Regions from separate parts of the Mus musculus genome. Here all the other regions are linked to region 3. The links are chromatin contacts, called in public HiChIP or PLAC-seq maps. All regions are on one chromosome and are shown on one strand. The core of a region is the stretch at or near the end of the contact, and the rest is flanking DNA. Distances in the headings are between cores, read along the strand shown. Region 1 holds the start of Cnpy2 (canopy FGF signaling regulator 2). Region 2 holds the start of Smarcc2 (SWI/SNF related, matrix associated, actin dependent regulator of chromatin, subfamily c, member 2). Region 3 holds the start of Ndufa4l2 (Ndufa4, mitochondrial complex associated like 2).

Region 1 (2,700 bases), core at 25-2,524, 810 kb after region 3:
GCCAATCAAACCGGTGTGCAGGAAGCTGAGCTACTGGCTTCATTCCTGACCACAGCTGAGAAGTATCTGTCTTCCATACATTCTATCTCGAGTTTTGTTTTATTTTTTAAAAATTTTGCTTAAAACAGCATGTTTTATAAAATAAAAGTATTTTTATCTCATTAGAAAACCGCTAGTGTGGGATTCTTTGGCTTCTTTCTTTCTTTGATTTGACTTCACCAAACAATGAGAAAATGAAAACTGTGTTTTCAGATCCACACCTAGAAATGAAGATTCTGAGTCCCAGAATGAATGGATCCAGGAGGAACATAGTTTTTTTGTTTTTTTGTTTGTTTGGTTGGTTTTTGGTTTGTTTTTTGAGACAGGGTTTCTCTGTAGCCCTGGCTGTCCTGGAACTCACTTTGTAGACTAGGCTGGCCTCGAGAACTCAGAAATCCGCCTGCCTCTGCCTCTCAAGTGCTGGGATTAAAGGCATGCGCCACCATGCCGGGCACCAGGAGGAACATAATTGTTCTTCCCCTGGACGGTGTTCGGTCTTTGCTGTAGTTGCCTAGCACCCTAAATACATAAAGCGATCACAAATCCCAGTTTATCTCAAGACCTTAAGGCGTGGTGTCAACCTGTTATCCTAACAGCGGAGCAGTTGAGAACCACAGTCCCCAACCAGCCTGCGATGGGGAGTTGAGTTCAAGGCATCCTGGGCTACATAGCAAGACACTGCTTCACTCATGACAGTACCTGCGGTGTGCCGAAAATTCAGAGAGGAATTGCTCTATTCACAGCGTGAGAGCTAAGAAGAATATTGACCGTAATATAACCCACACCCCCATCCTCAGAGGATAAATTAAGAGAAATCTCCAAGAACCTGCCTGAAAAGGCAGATAATACCAAAAATGATATTACCCAATACATACCTAATGACGATCATTTATTAATTTGGTACAAGAAGGAAGTTGTTTTAAAAACTAGTTTTTTTGTTTGTTTGTTTGTTTTTTTTTTAAGAAAGAAAAAGACCTGTAGCTACTGGCAGAGTGGTACTGCAGTGCTTCCTGGGAAATGTAGTTTGCTGTATCATGAAATCTTTGTGCATTGAAACCTAGGCTTCTCTCCCACTACTAATTGCATCTGTTTGCAAGTCCTAGCCCACCTGGACTGATGCAATTTCCCCAGGCACCCCATGCGCTCGGTCCTCACTGTAAGCTAGGCTACCTTTGTTCTTTGGTTGGTCACGTGAACCAATTCGCCACGCAAGTCTGGGTCCTCAAGTCTTCCAAGGGGTCCTCGCTGCCTCGGAGGCGCTCCTAAAGCTGCCTGCTCGCGCGAGAGTTTGGAGGGGCGGGCTTAGGGTCAGTTTCGGTGGGGGGCTCGCACGGGACCCTCAGATCTCCGCTTAGGTGCCTAGTTAAGTGCGGGAAGCTGGGCCAGGCGGTCACTGGCCACCCTGAACCTGGCGGGAGCCGGAGCGCTCTGGAGAAGCCGGGACAGCCCCGTTTTTCCCAGCCAGCTGCTAGGGTTGGGACCCACAGAAAACAAAGTGAGAGTCCGGCTGCTTTCCAGAGCCTGGGCCACGGCGGCGGCCGTGGGAGCAGAGGTGGGACAGATGCGAGCGTCAGAGGCTGTGGGCGCACTGAGGTTGGGAATGGACCCGAGCAAAGCGATGGCGGAGTCCTTACAAAAGGGGCTGGTCTGTCTGCACGGGAGCTACTTACATTCTAGAGATGGGGATTCCGGAACCCTTGGTGCTAGGTCCACATAGGCCCTGGTTATGGAGTGTGCTCGCTGGCTTCATGGCCTGACTGGTTCCTTGCTGGCAGCTCCTTTCTGCCCGTCATTCTCACGTAATCGATAACCTCCATCTCAAAGCTACTGCATAGCTCTGTGAGTCCTCAGTGTCCTCAAAGTATCAAAACCCAGGCCCTCACCTGTGGAGGACATAGTTTCTGGATCTGAGTCCCAGTCCCGAGCTCTCACTCCCTATTCCCCCATCCCGAACTCCGGTCCCTCGGGTGTTTGTAACGAGGTTTTTTCCTGGAAAACAATCCGAATCACACCAAGGCCTCTGAAGGCCTTGGAATGAGGGGTGACGGTCATGGGGGAAATGGATCGCTCTCCTCACACCTGTGTTTCATTTTCATACAAATCCAGGTGGAGCGACCCTGTTACACTAAAGATGAAAGGCTGGGGTTGGCTAGCCCTACTTTTGGGGGTCCTGCTGGGAACTGCCTGGGCTCGAAGGAGCCAAGATCTACACTGTGGAGGTAAAAGCACGAAGACCAGTGGAGAAGTGGGAGGAAGATGACCCGTGGGAGTCATGAGATCCAAAGCTTGGAACAAGGATGGATAGAAAAACCCTCATTCCCCTCACCATCCCCACTCCCTGTTCTCTTCCCTGACACCAGCTTGCAGGGCTCTGGTGGATGAATTAGAGTGGGAAATTGCCCGCGTGGACCCCAAGAAGACCATTCAGATGGGATCCTTCCGAATCAATCCAGATGGCAGCCAGTCAGTTGTGGAGGTAATTTACTATCCCTCAAATAAAGTAGCTCACTCGGGCTTAGAGTATGAACTTGTTCGAAGAGAAGAAAGCAGGAAGTCATTCGACCTGTAATGATAATGATCTCAACCCTCAGAGGCGGGACCAGAAGGATCTTTCTGAGTTCTAGTTCTGGTCTACCCCATAGAATTAGGTACTGTCTTCGA
Region 2 (2,700 bases), core at 50-2,549, 940 kb after region 3:
GTAACTCCTAGTACTTGAGAGGTAGAGGCAGGAGGATCAGAAATTTAAAGTCATTCTTGGCTGCAAGGCAAGTTCAAGGGCAGCCTGTGCACATGAGTCCCTGTCTAAATTAAAAAGAAAAATCCAAATGAGAAACGCTTGTTTCTGTGTCTCCAGTCACCAGACTTCAAGGCTCCACTTTTGGTCACAAACTCCAAAGATGCCCTGTTTAGAAATCTTAGGTTTGACTAGCTTTCCCAAACAAAACGACTACTCTTCATTGTTATGAAATGTTACAGAATTCTCAAAAATATCTCAAAGTGCCTGGTATCCTAACAGCGAATACAGCGATGCCCAATTTGGTTTGTATGTCACCCTGGTCTAACCTAAAGGAGTAGTGCTGCCTTTTCACTTTCAACCACTCAACTACTGGTTAATAGGAGGGGGGAAAAAAAATACGAAAAACTGCCGTCACGAACAGGATTCGAACCTGTGCGGGGAAACCCCATTGGATTTCGAGTCCAACGCCTTAACCACTCGGCCACCGTGACTCCCAAAACTATGGTTGGCCGCGCGCTTACAGAAAGGGTCCGCACGGGTGACTGGGTGCGAGCGGACCGGTGCAGGGTCGCGGCCCGAGGCTCGTACCCAGAGCCGCTCCCTCCCTCGCACCTTCGCGCCACAATGCTTGAACCTGGGTCGAAGAATCGGGGCTCGCCAGCCGACTCCTAAAGCGGAGGCGACTGGCGAGACCCGAAGATCAGAGGGAGGAGACCCCTCACCTGACCCCCCCGGGTAGCACCAGGGGTGCTGGGTGCACCGGGACGAGGAGCGTCAGGGACACTCGTGGGTTGAAACAGGAATGGTTGGAAGGAACTTATTGGAGCGAAAGAGTTCCACGGGAACGTACGTGCCGGGGGCCACTCGGGGTTACGGGGCGGAGCTGCAGACCCGGGGCTCCCGGCTTCCCCGTGGAGTGGAACAGTAAGCCCCACTGCCGCTGCGAGACCAAGTCGGGGAGGGCTCCGCTGTCCTACAGCCGCGTCCTGCGAGACCCGGGGAAGCAGCCGGGCTGCCGCTGCGGGGAAGTCCGCCGAGCGCGCTCGGGCTCGCCCGCCTCCCACCGCCGCTGCTGCCGGGGTGTCCGCCGAGCGCGCTCGGGCTCGCCCGCCACCGCTACGCAGGGCCGCCGGCAGGGGGCGCTCCGCCGGCCGGGGCCCAGGCGGCGGGAGGCGGCGGTCGTGGCGGCGGGAGGCGGCGGGAGGCGGGCGGAGGAGGAGGCGGGAGCTGAGCTGAGCGGGGCGGGCGGCGGCGGGGCCCGAGCCCGAGAAGATGGCGGTGCGGAAGAAGGACGGCGGCCCCAACGTGAAGTACTACGAGGCCGCGGACACCGTGACCCAGTTCGACAACGTGCGGCTCTGGCTCGGCAAGAACTACAAGAAGGTACGCGGGCAGCGCCGCGCGGGGACAAAGGGCCCCTGGCCGCCGCTCCCGGGGCCGGCCCACCCTGCGGCGGCCGCCGCGCCCCTCCCCGAGGCCTCCCCGCGCCTCCCGCCCGCCCGCCCGCGCCCCTCCCCCACCCCTCCCCCACCGTGCCCTCTGCCCCGGTGCAGCGCAGCGGCGTTGGCGGGGGCGGCGGCGGCTCCGGGCGGCGGCCCGGGCCCGGCAGCCCTCGCCCTCCAGGCTGACCGGTGCCGCCGCGCGCCTCCTCCCCTCCGGTGTGCGAGCCGCGGGGCCCCCGCCGGAGCCCCGCGCCGAGCCAGACGCCAGAGCGGCCCAGGCCTCCCCGGTGGTGCTTTGTGTACGTCCTGAGACAGATGGCAGAGCAGGAGGGTAGACGGGCGCGGAGCAGGCCGTTGAAAAGCGTCTCTACCTGGGGAAATCACCTGTCTCCCAGGGTTACCCTAGTCTCCTTCTAAAGGGCTGCAAACCTCTCAGGGGACAGGACATGGCAGTCTAGGGCAGCAGCCCCTCCAACCCTCCTTTCATAATGAAGTCCTCTGCAAGCCAGCCAGCCTGGCATTGCTTTGGGTTTGAGGTCCAGAGGCTCGGATAAGCTTCATATCGCTAGTCCCCACCCCCACCCTGTAACTGGAAATAAGGATGGGGAACAAAAGGGTTCAAGAAGCCCTATCTATCTTTTTTTTTTTTTTTAACCAATTTTTATTCTTGTGTCTTCATGGTGTCTGGGCTTTTTTTCGTTTTTCTTTTTTGTCTTCGATATGGGCTGCTTCCTCACCAACCCCGGCTAAGGGTTCTTTTCCCTTGCTTTGTTTTACAGCCCCCAACTCTTGCTACTCCAGCCTTGCAGCCAGCCTGTCAGAGTACAGTGGACAGCTTCAGAAAGCTCCACTAATTCTGGTTTGAGTTTAGCCCTGAAACCATTTGGGGTCTCTCTGTTGGGTGTCAGACTCTTGACAAACAGCTGTTGGGTCTGTGACTTGTGTGCACCCTCAGCGTGAGGCTCTGGTTCCCAGTTTTCTGCCTTTGACCTTTTAAAGGGAGATCGGTCTAGGGTCTTGGTGTGAAGCCCCGAAGGCTTTGACAGCTGTGACCTGCTTCAGCTTTCAAGTGCTTAACTCTTTGTCATTTACTTCTCCCTTCACGGATCTCTTTATACCTCCCACCGAGAGGTGCTGACTCTAATTAGGGTAGAGGAAATAAGGGTCAAAAGGTAAAGAGAAAGTAGCTTCCTGGCTCAGTGAACAGAACAGAAAGGTA
Region 3 (2,862 bases), core at 5-2,504:
GAGGCGCTGGTGACAGGACACACCCTCCCTGGCCCAGCCCTAGAGGTGGGGACGCTCAGGAAGGGCCCTGTTCTGCTCTAGGCTCTGACATCCCATCAGCCCCCCTCCTCTACACCCACCCCCTCCCCCACACACGTCTCAGTGAGTCTCTGTCTCTTTGTTCTCGCCATGTCTCTGACACTTTATCTCATTATCCGCCGGAGGGAGGCGGAGAGCTCGGACCCCGCAGCCTAATTACAGCAGAGCTTGTCAGCTCAAGGGGCGGGCGAGGTATCGGTGTGTAGGAAAGGGAGGGGCCCCTCAGAAAGGGTTGTCTCTCTCCCTGTACCCCAGGGAGGCAGTGGCGGTACACAGCTCATCCCAGCAGGGGTCCACCATAGTACAAGTTCTTTAGGAGAGAAATGGGGGAGCATAGCAGAATCCAGCGGCAGGGGCTAATCGAGAGGGGTGATAGAAATTAACATGGAAGCGAGGAGAAGAAGAGGCTCACTTCCTGTGTCCCCAAAACCAGTCCTCCAAAGACAGCGGGTGGATGGGGAAAACTTCCTGCCCGGGCAATATAGCATATACCTAATCCCCCACCCCCTTCCCACCGGTTTTCAACATCTCTTCTAGTTTTCTATGGCTGCTTCCTTAATTCGGAGCTCTTCTGCTAGTCCCAAAGCCAGAGATGAGTATGGTGGACTCCTCGGAGGGCTCTTCCTTCCTCATCTCAAGCCCCTAAATTGCTACAACTGTTGCCTTATGCCTTGAGCGGTGCAGATTCATACACCTGCAATCTCCACCTCTTGACTACTCCAGGCCAACCACAACCCAGCAAAACCGCCCAGACCAAGAGGGGCTGGCAGCACTAACTTTGCTCACGTGCCTCTTATACGCGAAAGGCCTGCTAGCTCCAGGAGTGTAGACAACGTACTGTGCATGCCCCCACTGTTCCCTGCTCCCTGCAGTGGACACTCCACATCCCCACTTTGTTAGAAGGCTGTCTGCTTGTCTGTCCCACATCTGGATCCCCTTTCAGTCTCTGGAAGCCAAAGAGGTTCCTCCCTCAGATACCCAAAGACCCAAGTATAATGGTGTCTCCTGGGCCAGGGTTTCCCTTTCAGTAAGAGAGAGTTGGGAAGGAGGAACCTCAAGGCTCCGCAACAACTTCCAGCCTGTTTTGGATCTGGAACTGCAGGGAGAAAGCAAGCTGGGTGGAGCTGGCGGGGCTAGGCTGACCCCTCCCTGATGGGGGGCGGGACCCCAGGGTGAGGAATAGAAGAGATCCACCTAGAAGACCAGACACTGGGACAAGATGGCAGGAACTAGTCTAGGGACCCGCTTCTACCGGCAGATAAAAAGACACCCTGGGGTGAGTTCAGTCCTCAGATCTAATTCCCCTCTTGTCACCCTGCCTCTCAAGCCCTCCCCACCCCCACTCCCCCCATCCTGCTTCCTGTCCGGTTTCCTTAGTGTTCCCAAGTTTTCCCAGGGACATTCTATGTCCTCTCTCTGCAATGTACTCAATGTCCCTGCAACCTGCCTTGGACAGGATCACTGTAAGGGTAAGGGACAGCATGCTGAGGATGTGGCTGTAGGTTTCAGGCCCCACTCCCAAAGGGAAGGTGGCATCAGACCTTGAGTAAAGATAAAGGGACAGGAAGAAAACTAGGACAGAGTGAGTGGGAACTGAGCAGAGTTCGGACCCTGAGAGTGCCTGGTTTTTCTGCAGCTCATCCCAATGATTGGCTTCATCTGCTTGGGCATGGGCAGTGCCGGACTCTACTTGCTGCGACTTGCCCTGCGCAGTCCTGATGTCTGGTAACAACAGGTCTTGGGAGGCAAGAGGGCAGGGGTCCTGGGTGGAATAAAATGGTCTAAGGTGGGACCTTAGACCTAGAAGGACCCTCGGTCTGTGTCCGTCCTCATTTCCACTGCCACCCAGCATTTCCCAGGGTTGGAGTGGCCCCTGACCTGAGAGACCCTCACCTCCCATCTGGACCACCTGGTGGCTCACTGTCAGTGGCTAGCCACGTGGGGCAGCTGGAATCCCAGCAGCTCACCACAGGGTTGCCATGGCGACACATCTCTACTGGCCATGTCTGGTGGCTTTTAGGTACCTCTATGCCTGACCGGAAGTGCTGGATGTCTGGCAGTGTGGGACTCCTGAGGGTCTTTGGTTGTACTGGGACTTTGTGTCCTGCCAGAAGCATCAGGGGGGTCAGTCCTTTGACAAGCAGAAGGCCAAAGCACCACCCACTCTGATCCTGGAGTCTGAGGTGCACCCACTGAAAGTACTGTCCTTCAGGATTTCTGCCTGACTCCCAGGACTCTGCCCTGAGCGGTTGGGTGAGGGAGGCTAACCCTGGGCAGTCTATAGGCTAGGTTGTCATTTGGTCATCAGCTGCCATACTTCTTGCCAGCACCTCCCAGGGATGGCGATGACAACGACACTCACTCCCCCTTCTCTGTCAGTCTCTAGGAAATGTTCTCCCCTCCTCAGGGTAGGGCGCCAGGGGTGGTGATACTGAGGCCATGTTTAATGCCAAAGTCCTGGTTCCCAGAAAAGAAACTTTAACCTTCCTGTCCTGTTCACAGCTGGGACAGAAAGAACAACCCAGAGCCCTGGAACCGCCTGAGTCCCAATGACCAGTACAAGGTAACTGTAGAACCAGTGTTTCCCCTCTCCCCTCCCGTCCTAGTCCCTAAGTCAGTACCACACACAAGACAGAGGAGGTAAGAGCCGCTCTTTCAACTCTCTTTTCCCTCTCCACAGTTCCTTGCCGTTTCAACCGACTACAAGAAGCTGAAGAAGGACCGGCCAGACTTCTAAGTCAGAGATCTCCACGTAAATCACTCTTTCTGCTCCCTGCCCCAGAC

What was found. HiChIP or PLAC-seq counts read pairs in DNA pulled down with a chosen protein or histone mark.
Region 1: an H3K27ac HiChIP or PLAC-seq map of stem cell-derived anterior neural progenitor cells shows a contact between it and region 3, with 17 times the contacts expected there. The contact joins the promoter of Cnpy2 here to the promoter of Ndufa4l2 in region 3. A contact is called at or near these places in 7 of 39 promoter capture datasets (the C10 cell line, cranial neural crest, hippocampal neurons and 3 more), 2 of 115 datasets of contacts at active chromatin or transcription factors (large pre-B cells and stem cell-derived anterior neural progenitor cells) and 3 of 9 other capture datasets (adipose tissue, liver and pancreatic islet).
Region 2: a FOXA1 HiChIP or PLAC-seq map of pancreatic cancer cells shows a contact between it and region 3. The contact joins the promoter of Smarcc2 here to the promoter of Ndufa4l2 in region 3. A contact is called at or near these places in 3 of 39 promoter capture datasets (hippocampal neurons, liver and pre-B cells), 1 of 484 Hi-C or Micro-C datasets (embryonic stem cells) and 3 of 115 datasets of contacts at active chromatin or transcription factors (astrocytes, craniofacial prominence and pancreatic cancer cells).

What each region holds. Positions count from the first base shown.
Region 1 is chr10:128,321,185-128,323,884 of GRCm38.p6, forward strand. Cnpy2 (canopy FGF signaling regulator 2) reads left to right here and starts at 1,275. Exons shown (of 6, transcript NM_019953.1): 1 at 1,275-1,591; 2 at 2,146-2,258; 3 at 2,400-2,515. The coding sequence starts at 2,171. It overlaps Pan2 (PAN2 poly(A) specific ribonuclease subunit), which reads left to right. Exons shown (of 26, transcript NM_133992.3): 26 at 1-174.
Region 2 is chr10:128,458,016-128,460,715 of GRCm38.p6, forward strand. Smarcc2 (SWI/SNF related, matrix associated, actin dependent regulator of chromatin, subfamily c, member 2) reads left to right here and starts at 1,300. Exons shown (of 29, transcript NM_001372395.1): 1 at 1,300-1,422. The coding sequence starts at 1,312. It overlaps n-TScga2 (a tRNA gene), which reads right to left and starts at 530; the gene lies at 449-530. It overlaps Mir8105 (microRNA 8105), which reads left to right and starts at 665; the gene lies at 665-753.
Region 3 is chr10:127,513,685-127,516,546 of GRCm38.p6, forward strand. It overlaps Ndufa4l2 (Ndufa4, mitochondrial complex associated like 2), which reads left to right and starts at 1,255. Exons shown (of 4, transcript NM_001098789.1): 1 at 1,255-1,354; 2 at 1,715-1,803; 3 at 2,581-2,641; 4 at 2,759-2,862. The coding sequence starts at 1,298. The coding sequence ends at 2,815.